2 separate regions of the Arabidopsis thaliana genome follow, and region 2 is linked to region 1. A link is a contact called in public capture Hi-C data. All regions are on one chromosome and are shown on one strand. The core of a region is the stretch at or near the end of the contact, and the rest is flanking DNA. Distances in the headings are between cores, read along the strand shown.

Region 1 (6,536 bases), core at 2,771-5,270:
CCTAAAAGAGATATTACAGCCAGCTTGCAGCAATGCAATCACGCAAATTCTAAATTTTGGAAAGAAAAAAAAAAGTGTTACGAGAAGGAACATGCATTATATAATATTAACACAAAATGACAGTTTAGATTGATGAATCTTTCTTCTTCTTTCTTTACAACAATTTTTTATTGATGAATATTTCGGAAACATATAATGTCGCTTCATTGCTCCCTTTCAAGAGATAAGGCTCGCATCTTAATCAGACTAAACGGCCCGAAATGTTGGGCTAGGCTTGGGCTGATGGATACACTAATTTTGGATGGTACTCTAGATACTAATTTAAATTGCAGGGAGTGTCAACTTTGATCCAAAAACTGTAATGAACATTATTATTGGTTTATGTTTGTACAAATGAAAAACTGGGTTATAATCATAAGAGAAAGAGACTAAAATGCGTAAATAACGTAAGATTTAAGAACATATAAAAGTATTAACTTATTTCTCTTAAATTTTACGAGCTCTGTTTTTGACAAATGAAAAAATGTTAATATGCCGGTAAAATGTTAAAATCTTTTCATGGGTATAGTTTACATATGAAATAAGTTCTAGAGTCGAGATCGAGTCTGGTGTAACCTGATCTAGCTCCGATGTTTTTGAATATATGATTTAGTATATACGTATTTAATTAAAATTAATTGATTTGACTAGTTAACAAGACAAAGGATATAATCCCCATACTCATCCAAATCTTTTAGGATATATTATTTTCGAAAATCTATAAAATTTGAATAACATGATATTTAGAACTTCAATCATATAATGTTGGATTTCAAACTTTGTTAGTGAAGACACTATAGATATAAGAACCAGTTACAATTAATTTTGATAAAGTAACTATAAATTAACTATATAAATGACAATATACTTTAGTTAGAATTATATTCTATTATTTAAAGCTACTGCCAAATAACATTTTTTTAATAGACACATACCCTTCTAATTGCACTATACTGGTCAAACTTTGTTTTTCTAATTAATGTTTAGTTAGAAGAAAAAAAAACGATCATATATAATATAACTAGATAAGGACCCGTCTGATGGACGGGTTTATTTTTTTATCACTAAAATCAAATTTAATAAAATATAATAATTAACAATGTTGTAAGTATAAATTATCTTTTAAAAGTAATTTTTTTTTTAATATTGTATTGTTTCCTTTACCACTAAAATTATTGAATAAAAAATGATTTGAATGAAAAATATATCATATAGCAATTGCTCAAATTATTTGAATGAAAAGTATATCAAATAGCAATAACTTTTGATATACTTATATGAAAAACTAAAATTAAAATTATTCATCATAAAGTTAGCGAATGATTTCAAAATGGTTTTAAATTAGGCACGTTAAAAATATAGAGATGATTGATCAACGTTGACTAAATCCCTTTAAATCATGACATATGGTAAAATCTTTGATTGATAAATATTCATGATAATATTAATTACTAACTTTGAGAAACTAAAATATATCATACTAATTATATAATAAGGTATATTTCCCTTATACTAATTTTTTCTATCACCACTTTTGTAACCATGAACAGTCACTATATATCGTCACCTGCATAACAATCACATGTTACTCCTATATTTTTTAGTATGACATGTTATTTTATTAAATGACATTGTTTAAATGATATTTTCATAATTATTTTGAGTCAATTGTGAGTATTTATGAAGAAATTAGTTTATGTGGTGATCCACATAAGGCCCGCCTATTTATACTATAATTTTATGGATGGATCGTGATTTTTTCTGTTAGTATCATCTGAGATTTATGATCGGAGATCTTGTAATTCTTATTTCAACATATTGCACATGGAAGTTGCAAATTTCAATAAGGTTTCCTTCACATAATTGAGCTCCAAACTTTTCAATAAGATAATGATGGATAGAACCTTGAATTGTATTTTTCTGTTTTAAAAAAAGATTAATAAATTGAAGAATATTTAGGATTAAAGTATTAAAATTTACCTTTTCATCAAGTAGGAGCAATTTTATTTTTATGAGTTCATTTTTTTATTTTTTTCTTGGTTCCCACTTTCTTGAACTTGTGTCTTTATGTTATCTTTGATGATAGCTATTCTGATTTTTTTTTTAAGAATTGAAGATAAGTAAATGTAAACAATAACGCTTAATAATTGTTTCTAAGGTAAGGTCTATATAATATTCTAATAGCGTAAGAACAGTGTCAACTTAGAAAATAAATATAACAGTTCTATACATATTATAGTCAACGTATAAGTAAATATTAACTAATTAACCCAGAAGAAAGTTTTTACGTACCAAGAAAATTTAAATAGCAACGAAGAATAATATTTTCTAATGCAAGCATGATATAATAATACTCTAATAGCATAAGAACAGGGTAAACCTAGAAAATAAATATGATAAATGTACATGTATTATAGTCAACCACCCAGAAAAAAAGTTTAAAGTTTGACTTACCAAGAAAAAACAAAAAACAAAACATTGAGGCAAAAACAGTGATTTTGAGGGGTTTTTTGTGAAAAAATAAGAGATTATCTCTTTGTTTATATAGAGATGGATGTTTACATATTTTTTGTTTAGAATTATGTATATAATCCTAAACATTCTTTTTGATTTGTAGAATTATGTATATAATCATTTTTCTTCTATAATTGATAAATAATTGTAAATTTTCCTTTTTTTTAATAGTTGGTAAATTTAATTAGAATTATATAGTAGGACAGCTTTTCTAATTTCTATTTTTATCTAATAATATACATATAATTTTTGTATAATTATCTTATTTAGTTTTTTTCTAATAAATTTCCATAATTATCTTTTAAGGAGAAATTAAAGTAGTATTTTTTTCCATTTTTCTTAAGAATTGGTAACTTACATTTGGCCTTTTTTTGTCTTCAATTTCTATTTTTAACTTTAATAAAATACATATAGTTTTCTTATATTTCCATACAGTTTTTTTTTATATATTTTGTTTGACACGTGTCAACATCTAAGATTGATAAAATTGTCATGTGTCATGATCTCGCGAGTTAGTAACTTTCAAAACTGTACTTTATATAATAAGAAGATGGAAAAAAACCCGAAAAAACCTCCATTTATTTTCAATTTGTCCGTTTAATATCTGCGTTATTTAATTTGTCTGTTTAATACTTAAGTTAATTTTATGTCCTTTAAAAACTTTCATTTTTTAAAATTTTGGCAAAATCAGACGTCCAAGATAACGGCCGTTAACAGTGGTAACGAAATCGCTAACCACAGTTAAAATTTAACCCTATAATATTTGTTTACTTGTATTCAATTGTTTTTCTAGTCATTACGAACATATTATCCTAGTCCATTGGTTATGTGAGATTTTATTATTCTCGTGAACATGAGTTCGATCACCACACCCCTCCAATATTTTGGTCTTTTTTTTTTTTAAACCTGACGGCGGCCCATATCAGATTAGGTTTTCGATTGAGTTGCGTTCTCGCTATCGGCACTAGAGATTGCTTGAAGGAATATACCGGTGGGGTCAGAGATTAAAGCACCAGCTAAATGCAAAGGAGTGAATTGAGCATGTCCTGCATTCACAGCTAACTCATGAGCTGTAGCAATTGTCTCGTTTGTTTTGTGTATGAACTTTTCTGGATTCATCTTCGATTAGCCTTTTAAAATCCCTGAAAAAAACACACAAACAAACCCTAATCTCAGCATCTTTCATATACAATCGACAAACACACAAATTGAAAAAAGAATGTTGCGCTTATTTACCTTAAACGATATGAGAACTGAGTTTGTTTCGCAGAGTTTCTTCAATAAATCAGACGACTTCTTCTTCTTCTCAGTTAAAGTCTTCTCTTTTTGCAGAGAATCAAGCAGATGATAGCGATAATATTGTAAAATTGAAAACTTTAGATGTTTGGAAACTTTGTGAATTGCGAGAGAGCGAGGAGGCATGAGGCTTTTGTATAGGGAAGGAGATTCATCTGGAAAGATAGAGTACTATCGTCGTTTGTTTTCATAGAATAAGAAGCAAAGGGAAAAAAAATCCTGGAAAAAAATCCAAAGAATTGGTTGGACATGAGATTTGATCTCGGGGTGATTCGAATAATAAATACTCACATAACCACTAGACTAAGATAATAAATTCGTAACAATTAGAAAATCAATTGTATATAAATAGTAAACATTATAGGGTTAAATTTTAATTGTGGTTAGCGATTCCGTTACCACTGTTAACGGTCGTTATTTTAGACGTCTGATTTTGTCAAAATTTTAGAAAATGAAAGTTTTTAAAGGACATAAAAATTAACTTAAGTATTAAACAGACAAATTAAATAACGCATGTATTAAACGGACAAATTAAAAATAAATGGAGGTTTTTTCAGGTTTTTTCCCATAATATAATGGATCTACAAAGTATGTATTATCTTTTTCAAATACAACACATGTACTATTTTTATTTTTGAAAAAAAAAAAAGATATAGTGTATGAAAAGAGTTATAAAATATTGATTTGATTATTTATATCACAAAATGCATTTGCTCTTATTTTTACAAGTCAATTTGATAAAATGGACATGATAGTCTCCGAACGATCACTGTCGAGATGTTTAAGTGTCTTGTTGAATCCGGTATACGACCGAAGTCATGCCAGTGCCACTTCGTTTATCTCATAAGGCATATGTATTTTATATGCAAATTGTGCTATCATTTAGTGCTGCACATATTAATAAGCCCATTAACTTTCGAAGAAAATCAGATTGGCCGACTAGCTATAATTTTACTTGAAAGAAATAAAAGCTTTATATGACTTTAACTTTCCTTTGCTTTTCCAAAAGAAGATAAAAGCCAACATGATCAAATCAATGGCAAAGAAAAACGTAAAGAAACAAAATTGTAAATGAAAAGTTAGAAACGACATAAATAATACTTTTTCTTGTTAAACGACATAACTAGATTTTATAATGACAACATAATTTACCAAAATAACATTATTAAGTAGGATCGTAAACTTGAGTTTTATAAACCAACTGCACCTTGAGTTTTATTAACCGACTCAACCAGTTGAATAATGTTTGGTTAATGACATAAAAACCTGTCTCAGCAATGTGTTTGTCGGACGAGTGATATATACAAGATTATTTGGGGTAATTAGTATATATCATATTATGTAAATTGTAATTAAAACACTAAGGACATCTCCATTGGTTAAGATACTCTGAGTATCTTAGCAATAAAATAACAAATACTTTTAATAGATTTCAGTTATCAAATTTTTTTGTAGATATCTTTTTTTCCAATTTTCCCTTAAATTAATATTTATTTGAAAATCATCAATACAATTAAACTAAAACCCATGTCTCTCAAACCTGACACATCAATATTTTCGTTCAACTAGAAGACATAAAAATGTCGGAATTGTAAGATGTAATGAAGCCAAATTTAGTTTGAAACATCGCTACGTAATGTTTTATCTCGCTAGAGAGAAGAAATTTCAATTTATTGGTCATATTTTTAATAATTAAAAAATAAATCATACATAAATAAATAAGTTAACGTTTTAACTAATTAATATGACTAATGGTTAAAATATAATTATATAAAAAAAGACAATGGTAAAATTTCATAACAATTCATAGTCTCCAACATAAGTATTAACGAAAAATGCCACTCAAAACAACTTCGTATCAACTCTACAAGAAAAAAACTAATCCTCTTGTTTCTTTTAAAAGAAGAATAAGTTATAGATTATGACTTTACACTAAATAAGATTAGTACTTTGATTATTAGAAACTCAAACACAATTTCATCAAAATACTCTGCAGCATAACACGGATCTTTATCTAATATATATGAAAATTGGTTAATCCTCTCCATATGAATGTCGTCAGCATTCTCGAAACTGTCATGTGTCATCGCCATGTCATGAAATTTTAAACATGCATGACACATAATATATAGATTTGCAAATCATAAACATATAAAATCTTTTCCTCTGCTAAGAAAATAAAAATAAATTCATCAGCCAATCAAAAATAAAAATAAAATCTTTTCCTTTCATGAGTTTTTAGAGCATCTCTAATGAAATATCTAATCAAAATAGTTTCTCTAAAATAATGATAAAATATTAAAATGTTGGAGATAGAAGGTGAGAGAGGTTCTTAAAGTTCTTATTTTTGAGAACCCATGAATTCTTTATTAGACACACTCATGATAATGCCAACCTTGAATGATTATAGTTTTTGTTTACATATTTAATTTAAATAGATAATTGAATTATATTAAAATATTAATATTTGTTAGCTTAAAATTCCAAATTAAGAGTCTTACCCAGGGCCGGTCCAACCAAATATTAATACTTGACAAAATTTTCAAATTTATCTCTATTTTTAAGTTTATTAATTGATGATATTAAATAAAACAATACATTAATTAGAGGTAAAAAAATATTGAATATTTTCTTAATATTTATGAAAAAATTTTAACCGACAACTAATATAAAATAGAAATAATATT
Region 2 (6,536 bases), core at 1,046-3,545, 420 kb after region 1:
TATGTTGTGTCTAAAAATCGTCCTTCATGAATCTTGACGGGCAAACCTATGTTTCCCAACAAGACATTGTAGCCTTCAAATCATATTATTTAACAAAATAATAAGTTTGTTTATCCAAATGAGCACACATTTCATGATTAATTTGTCGTTTATAATATGTGTTCGAGATCAATGTATTACTTTAATAAAGGATGTAAAACAGTTCAAAATTATTTACTAGATAAATTTGAGGGAACGAATCTCTAAAGTGTGGGGTTACTCACACGATATAATTTTTGGACGTTATGAATTATTATGATTCAAGATTCGATTAACCAAATGGCATATATATTAGTGTTTACTGTTCTATCATGTATTTTCAATTTGTTTATCTATGCGTCTTAAGTCATGTATATAGATAGTGTAGGTACCAATTTTAGCTATACAAATGCCAAATAAATAATCATAGCAACCGTTGAACCATTAACCGGTCTAGACAAATTCATGGACACATGTTTTTGAGTAGATTGTATTGATGATGATGAGACTTGCATGACTTTATTTCAATCATTCCACATACACATGTGTGCATGTGATCAGCCTTTTAATACGAATCTATAATGAACTATATAAACTCTGGCCACTATAACAATTATTAGGAACTATAGTAGTGGTTTTGTTCTTTATAGTCGAATCCGTAATATATGATCGCTAATTAGAAATTGTTATGCGTTCTGCTAAGAAAAGGTTACAATTATTTGAATAATAATGTACGGTAAAAGCGTTACAGCAATGATTGTCATAACTTATCGGCAAGCCAATCACTTGATTTACGGAAAATTATACTAAATGTCGAGGGCCCAAATTATATCACAGGTAAATACTGCTTCACTTTATCTAGACAATTTTCTATATTCTCACAAGTTCCAAACTTTAAACTGTTTCAAATTTGATATTTGATATTTACAAATTGAACTAGAAGTAGTTATTTGCTTGTTTCGGGATAGTGGAGATAGACAAAATGGTCTCGAACAATATTTTTAATAATTTGAGCGAGACCAAGTATCGTTATCTCAACTGGTAAAGATAATAGGTAAAGCTTAGAGGTCGTCGGTTCGAATGACGTTTAAAACGAAATTAATATTATATGTTGTGGTTTCGCGCTTGGAAGGATTACGGATTTTGGCCATAACCTCCTAGTATTCAGAAAATTGTGAGCGAGGTTGGACAATCGGATAGTGATCTTGTAGACGTCAATGTGCATTCTTTTCTTTCCAAATATGGTAAATCCTCGTCTGGAGAGCCAAATGAAACAAGACATAATCGAAAGTTTGAATTTGTTATCGACAAAATTACAACATGGTGTCGAACTGTAGTTTGGTTTTGGCTTAATTTGTGCCGAAAACATTTATGAATACATTCAAACATTTACTGAAAGTGTATGGGGAGATACAAAATGAGATGATCTTTTGATTTTCTCCAACTCACGGCAAAGGAAAGCATGCGAGCATCCTATAACTTTAAAAATTTGTCAAGAGACTCAAAGTTAAACTGTTTTAGATTTTTAATTAGGGTCTCAAATATTTGTCTTTTTCTTTATAATAAAACAAATTTGATGAAAGACAGAATCAATCAAATCCTTTTAATTTACCTGTAGCACATTTTTTATAGCAATTAATCATTATTGATAGTAAAGCATTTGATTCTCATTAATGAATTTCTTGACTTCTTGTGCAGCATGTTTACATGTTCAATCTTTAGGAAATGCAATTGTTCTTTTTTCATAGATTGTGATTTGTGAATACAAACTTTTGGAATGTTTCATTGCCTTTCGGGCTGAGCCATCTATTATATATGAATCCCATATGCGAGTATAATCCATCATTAAGTTTATAATATAAACAAAAATTAAAAATATGTGTTTATTTAATAATTTTAGTTGTACGTAATTTATAGCCAATGAAATCTTAACACAACAATTTTTTTTCTTTTTTAACACAACATTGCTTTAGTGTTATTAGTGAATATTTTCAGAAGTTTAGTCTGCATGAAGAAACGTCCAAAACCCAACAAGGATGCTAAGGCTAGCAATGAGATATATACACTTTACCTTAATATTAACAAGTGAAAAATAAAATAAAAATTGATGCATTTTGAGCCAAAACATTAAGCATGGAAGACATCATGTCTATATATATATATAAGATTTCGTCATTTTTCCTTCTTTTTTTATTCTACATAATTTTAAAATTTGTCGTCCATACACAAGTAAATTAAACGTTTTATGAAAATTATTATAGTTATGTACGTACTATTGTCATGGTGATTCAACCCTTAGGTTTGATCACACGGCCATACTTCTACTTCTTACTCTAAAATGATCTTCCATTTTTGTCCCCCTCATTACATGACCGTGTTCTGTTTCATGATATGCTTATCCGTCTACCATAGTAGGCATTCTCGCATATTCGAATCGCGACTCAACCTCCAAGATATTCCCATGAGTGCGTCCTCGCACAACAGTCCCCATTCCAGATGCCAAATAATTGTTTCCCGACTATTGAAGAATGAATCATAAGACTTAGCTTTTCTTTCTTTGCCGAAGAAAACTCCTTATATTTCTACTCGTCGAGTAAGCTAATCACATGTGGATATTGTTGTTTAAAATTTGTGAGAAATATAGTGATATATGTATAAAATGGATATCAATGTATGTTTGTATATGTATAAGTATAAAGAGTGGCGTTGAATAATAATAATGGAGAGGATGGGAATGTCGTACTTATCATGTGCGCTTCTGTGATGATTCCACATGCATTATGACCCTCCAAAACAAAACAACACGATATAAAGAGGAAAAATATAAAAACCGAACTTTGGATTCATGTTCTTATTCTCCTTTTTCTGCTTCACTGTAAAAGTCTTTCCATTATTGAACAACCTAGAAAACAGATGGTAAAGGCTACAAATTTCATCGGAAATATTAAATTACACATGTGGACAAATAAATAAGTTTCTTTGACCAAATTCTAATATAATTTTTTTCATTTAACTAGTTTAATACTTTAAATTCTACCATATTTTTCTCTATCATATTCACTCAAAATATCAGACTGAAATTAAGAACTCAATTAATCTGCCACAATATACAAAATCTCACTTGGTAATTCGACCTTTGAATCCACATGGCTAAGTAAATATAGCTATGCCACAATATCGATAGACTAGCCATAGCTATATTTACATACTCATGTCGCATTGAATCCAAGGCAGCTTTAAAACAGTACTACACCAATACTATGCATGCAATAAAACTTAACAAGAATGTTGACAAAAAACATTTTAAGTTTAAGTCCAATGTTTACGATACAATATATGATTGTTACAACAGATTGCTTCATTATTATCAAATTTAACGATTAGAAACCAAGACTAAAAGGGATGCCAGTTGAATTTAGCCATGTGCTACCGTCGATAAATGGACCGACTGTGAATTGGGTAGCCTCCGTTTGGTTTTCGATGCGTCTAAAACCAGGCCATGTGACTCGCTTTGCCATGTTTGCCCCAGGCCCTTCATTCATATACTCTCCATAATATAAAGTTTCAAGTGCAAAATCTTTTTTCCCCTCCAACCATCCAGCGGGATGTATAAGATCATCAATAAATGATTTTATGATAACCGTCCTAGAATATTTTCTCCATGGTCGACCTAAGTACGCCTTGAAGTTTTCTTTCACAGGGATCAAATCAGGTGCGGCCAAGATTCTACAATTAAGTATAGATATACCCGTGGGCTGGTCCGACTGATTGCGGCTTTGAGCGGTGAATGCAATTTTATGTCCAGGATTAGGTTTACGAGCATAAAGACTACTATTCTGGAACACAACAGCCGCATTGCCGAATATGAAATCGATTGTACCATATATATCGCATTCTCGATAAAATTGTTTGGCTGAATGAACATAAAGGGTGTCTTGGTAACCATCGAACTCACAACGGTAAAAGGCAGAGTGATCAGAGCCGCTTCGAAAGGCCACAGCCTGTGCTTTGGCCGGTCCTGCAGAATTCACGAATGATATGTCCTTTGCTATGTAGCCTTTACCTTTCACGCCTGCATAAACAATTATGTCATAATTAATACTTTTAGGAAGGTAGAAAAAAAACACAGAAGAAATGTATGAAAATATATTTGATGTGGATAAATCTTTAGGGTGGATTTGTGTAGATAAAAACAGAAAATGGATTTTTATTTGGGCTCAAGATGTAATTTGGTCTAAGCCCATCTTTAGATGAGTATATATATCATGTTCTAACAAGCAATTTCTAAAAATGTGTATTATATTTGGATTGAACAACATGGTCTATTTACATATGCACTTTTATCAAATATATATTCAAGTTGGAATTTCTTTACAATGAATTAATTCTTATCAATTAATTAATATTCCTCACTACTAATATTTCTTTATCTAATATATCTCCATCGATTCTAATTACTTAAAAAAAAAAATTAGGACATTATTAATATTATACTTTTTTAAAGGTTAAATATTATAATTATTTAAAGTTTATTAAACTTTTAGAAAATTTGACGGAAAAACGTTTAGAATATTTATAATATGTGAAATCTATACAAATTAAATAATATACAAATTAAATAACCATTTTAAAAAAATTGATTTGAATTAATAATCTTTTAAGAAAAGTATTGTTAAAAAAAAGTATAACAAAATAATGTTTAGTTTCACCGAATGGGGTTAGATGGTTAGACGGATTTAGAATATTAATAACATGTGAACTTTATAACAATTAAATAACCATTTGATAGAAAACTTTTAAATTGATTTGAATTATATATCTTTTAAATTAAAGTATTATTAAGAATAAATAACAAAATAATGTTTAATTTCACTGAACGGGGTTAGATGGTATGACGGGTTTGAGTCGATAGTAATATTAGATGTTATACTATAGGTGAAATCATAAATATAACAATAAAATAATAATTCTATTATCTAAAACACCAAACAAAACAGAAAATATTAACAAAACAAATATAATTAAATTTTAAGTTAATTTAGTTATAATTTACATTTTAACTTAATGAACTATATGTTATTGTTGCTATAGTTTTAACTAGTAAAAATCAAACATATTAATTGTACACTAAATAATATAGAAATAGATATAAGTGTTGTACATTTAAAAAATACAAAACATTAAACCATATATATTTTTAATCTATTAAACAAATTAAATTTTTATTTTTTTAATAAATATAATCCCAAAATGTATAGCGGGTTAAAATCTACTATCTTTATAAAACTAAATGAAACTAAAACATAGTATTTCTTTCATTTTTCCGACAATTTATTTCTTCAAGAACTAATAAATTTTAGAGTTCCATTAGATTAAATAATTTATAAGACCCAATCAAATCCATGCTATAGACCGGATTCATCTCTCCTCGTTACGACAAATGGCCTTATATAGTTTCTTAAGACATGATTGAGATTTAAGATTAGCTAAGTAAATCATGTTTAGCACTACAAAACCAAGGGATTCAGAGACAAACCTACGGTAGGAGTTTGAAATGTTGACCATCCATCAATGCGGCTGCGGTTTGCTTTTATGACTGTTTTTCCGATACCATCTCCGATAAACATTATCATTGTCTTCTTCTTAGGTAATTCGACGTTCTCAAAATATTCCCCACCTTTTATATAGATAATAAATCTACCCAAAAAAAAAATATTATGTGCATATTAGATTTATAAATAATGGTACTGGACATATACGGAATATCGCGAAAGTATTGAGAATTCTTCTGCAGAATTACTAATAAAATCACATGCATACGGAATAGAATGACGAAATTAATAATCCAACAAAGTGAATAAACAATATATGATCGGTCAAAATTGTGATATTCAACATAACTATATGATCTTAATTTAATGTAGTCAAGTATCAACAAAAAATATATAAAAGTAAATAAATGAACAAAATTGTGATATTCAACATAACTATATGATCTTAATTTAATGTAGTCAAGTATCAACAAAAAATATATAAAAGTAAATTAAATGAACAAAATTGTGCTATTCAACATAACTATATGATCTTAATTTAATGTAGTCAAGTATCAACAAAAACTATATATATATATATATATATAAGTAAATTAAATGAACAAAATTGTTATATTCAACATATACTATATGATCGGTAAATATTGTTAAATCATATCAACATCACTAGGTATTACCATCTTTGTAATTAGTTTTTTTCAAATGTTAACGTTGATACTTGACTACATTAAATTAAGATTTATGTACGTACCTAGTTTCGCTCATGTTGGGAGCAGCAAAGACGGCATCATTAATGGTTGTGAAGTTTCCGGTACCATCAATCGCCACCGAGAGATTGTAATTGGTCTCTTGTACCGGAGCCTCAAGGAGTCTCTGGTCATTCTCTGAGAGCCAACTCGGGTACTCAACGTCAACTTCTGATGATTTCGGGGAAGGTTTCTTCCTGGAAATCACCTGAAGCATATG

The links. Capture Hi-C pulls out chosen DNA fragments and counts their contacts.
Region 2: a capture Hi-C map of root shows a contact between it and region 1, with 4 times the contacts expected there. The contact joins the promoter of AT4G04085 here to the promoter of AT4G01435 in region 1. A contact is called at or near these places in 5 of 26 Hi-C or Micro-C datasets (cotyledon, leaf, root and 2 more) and 2 of 3 other capture datasets (root and seedling).

The regions. Positions count from the first base shown.
Region 1 is chr4:588,572-595,107 of TAIR10.1, forward strand. It overlaps AT4G01435, which reads right to left and starts at 4,021. Exons shown (of 2, transcript NM_001340314.1): 1 at 3,790-4,021; 2 at 3,254-3,695. The coding sequence starts at 3,975. The coding sequence ends at 3,687.
Region 2 is chr4:1,005,968-1,012,503 of TAIR10.1, forward strand. It overlaps AT4G04085 (a long non-coding RNA gene), which reads left to right and starts at 2,296. Exons shown (of 1, transcript NR_141775.1): 1 at 2,296-2,866. It overlaps AT4G02300 (Plant invertase/pectin methylesterase inhibitor superfamily), which reads right to left. Exons shown (of 3, transcript NM_116463.2): 1 at 6,322-6,536; 2 at 5,555-5,715; 3 at 3,334-4,090. The coding sequence ends at 3,399.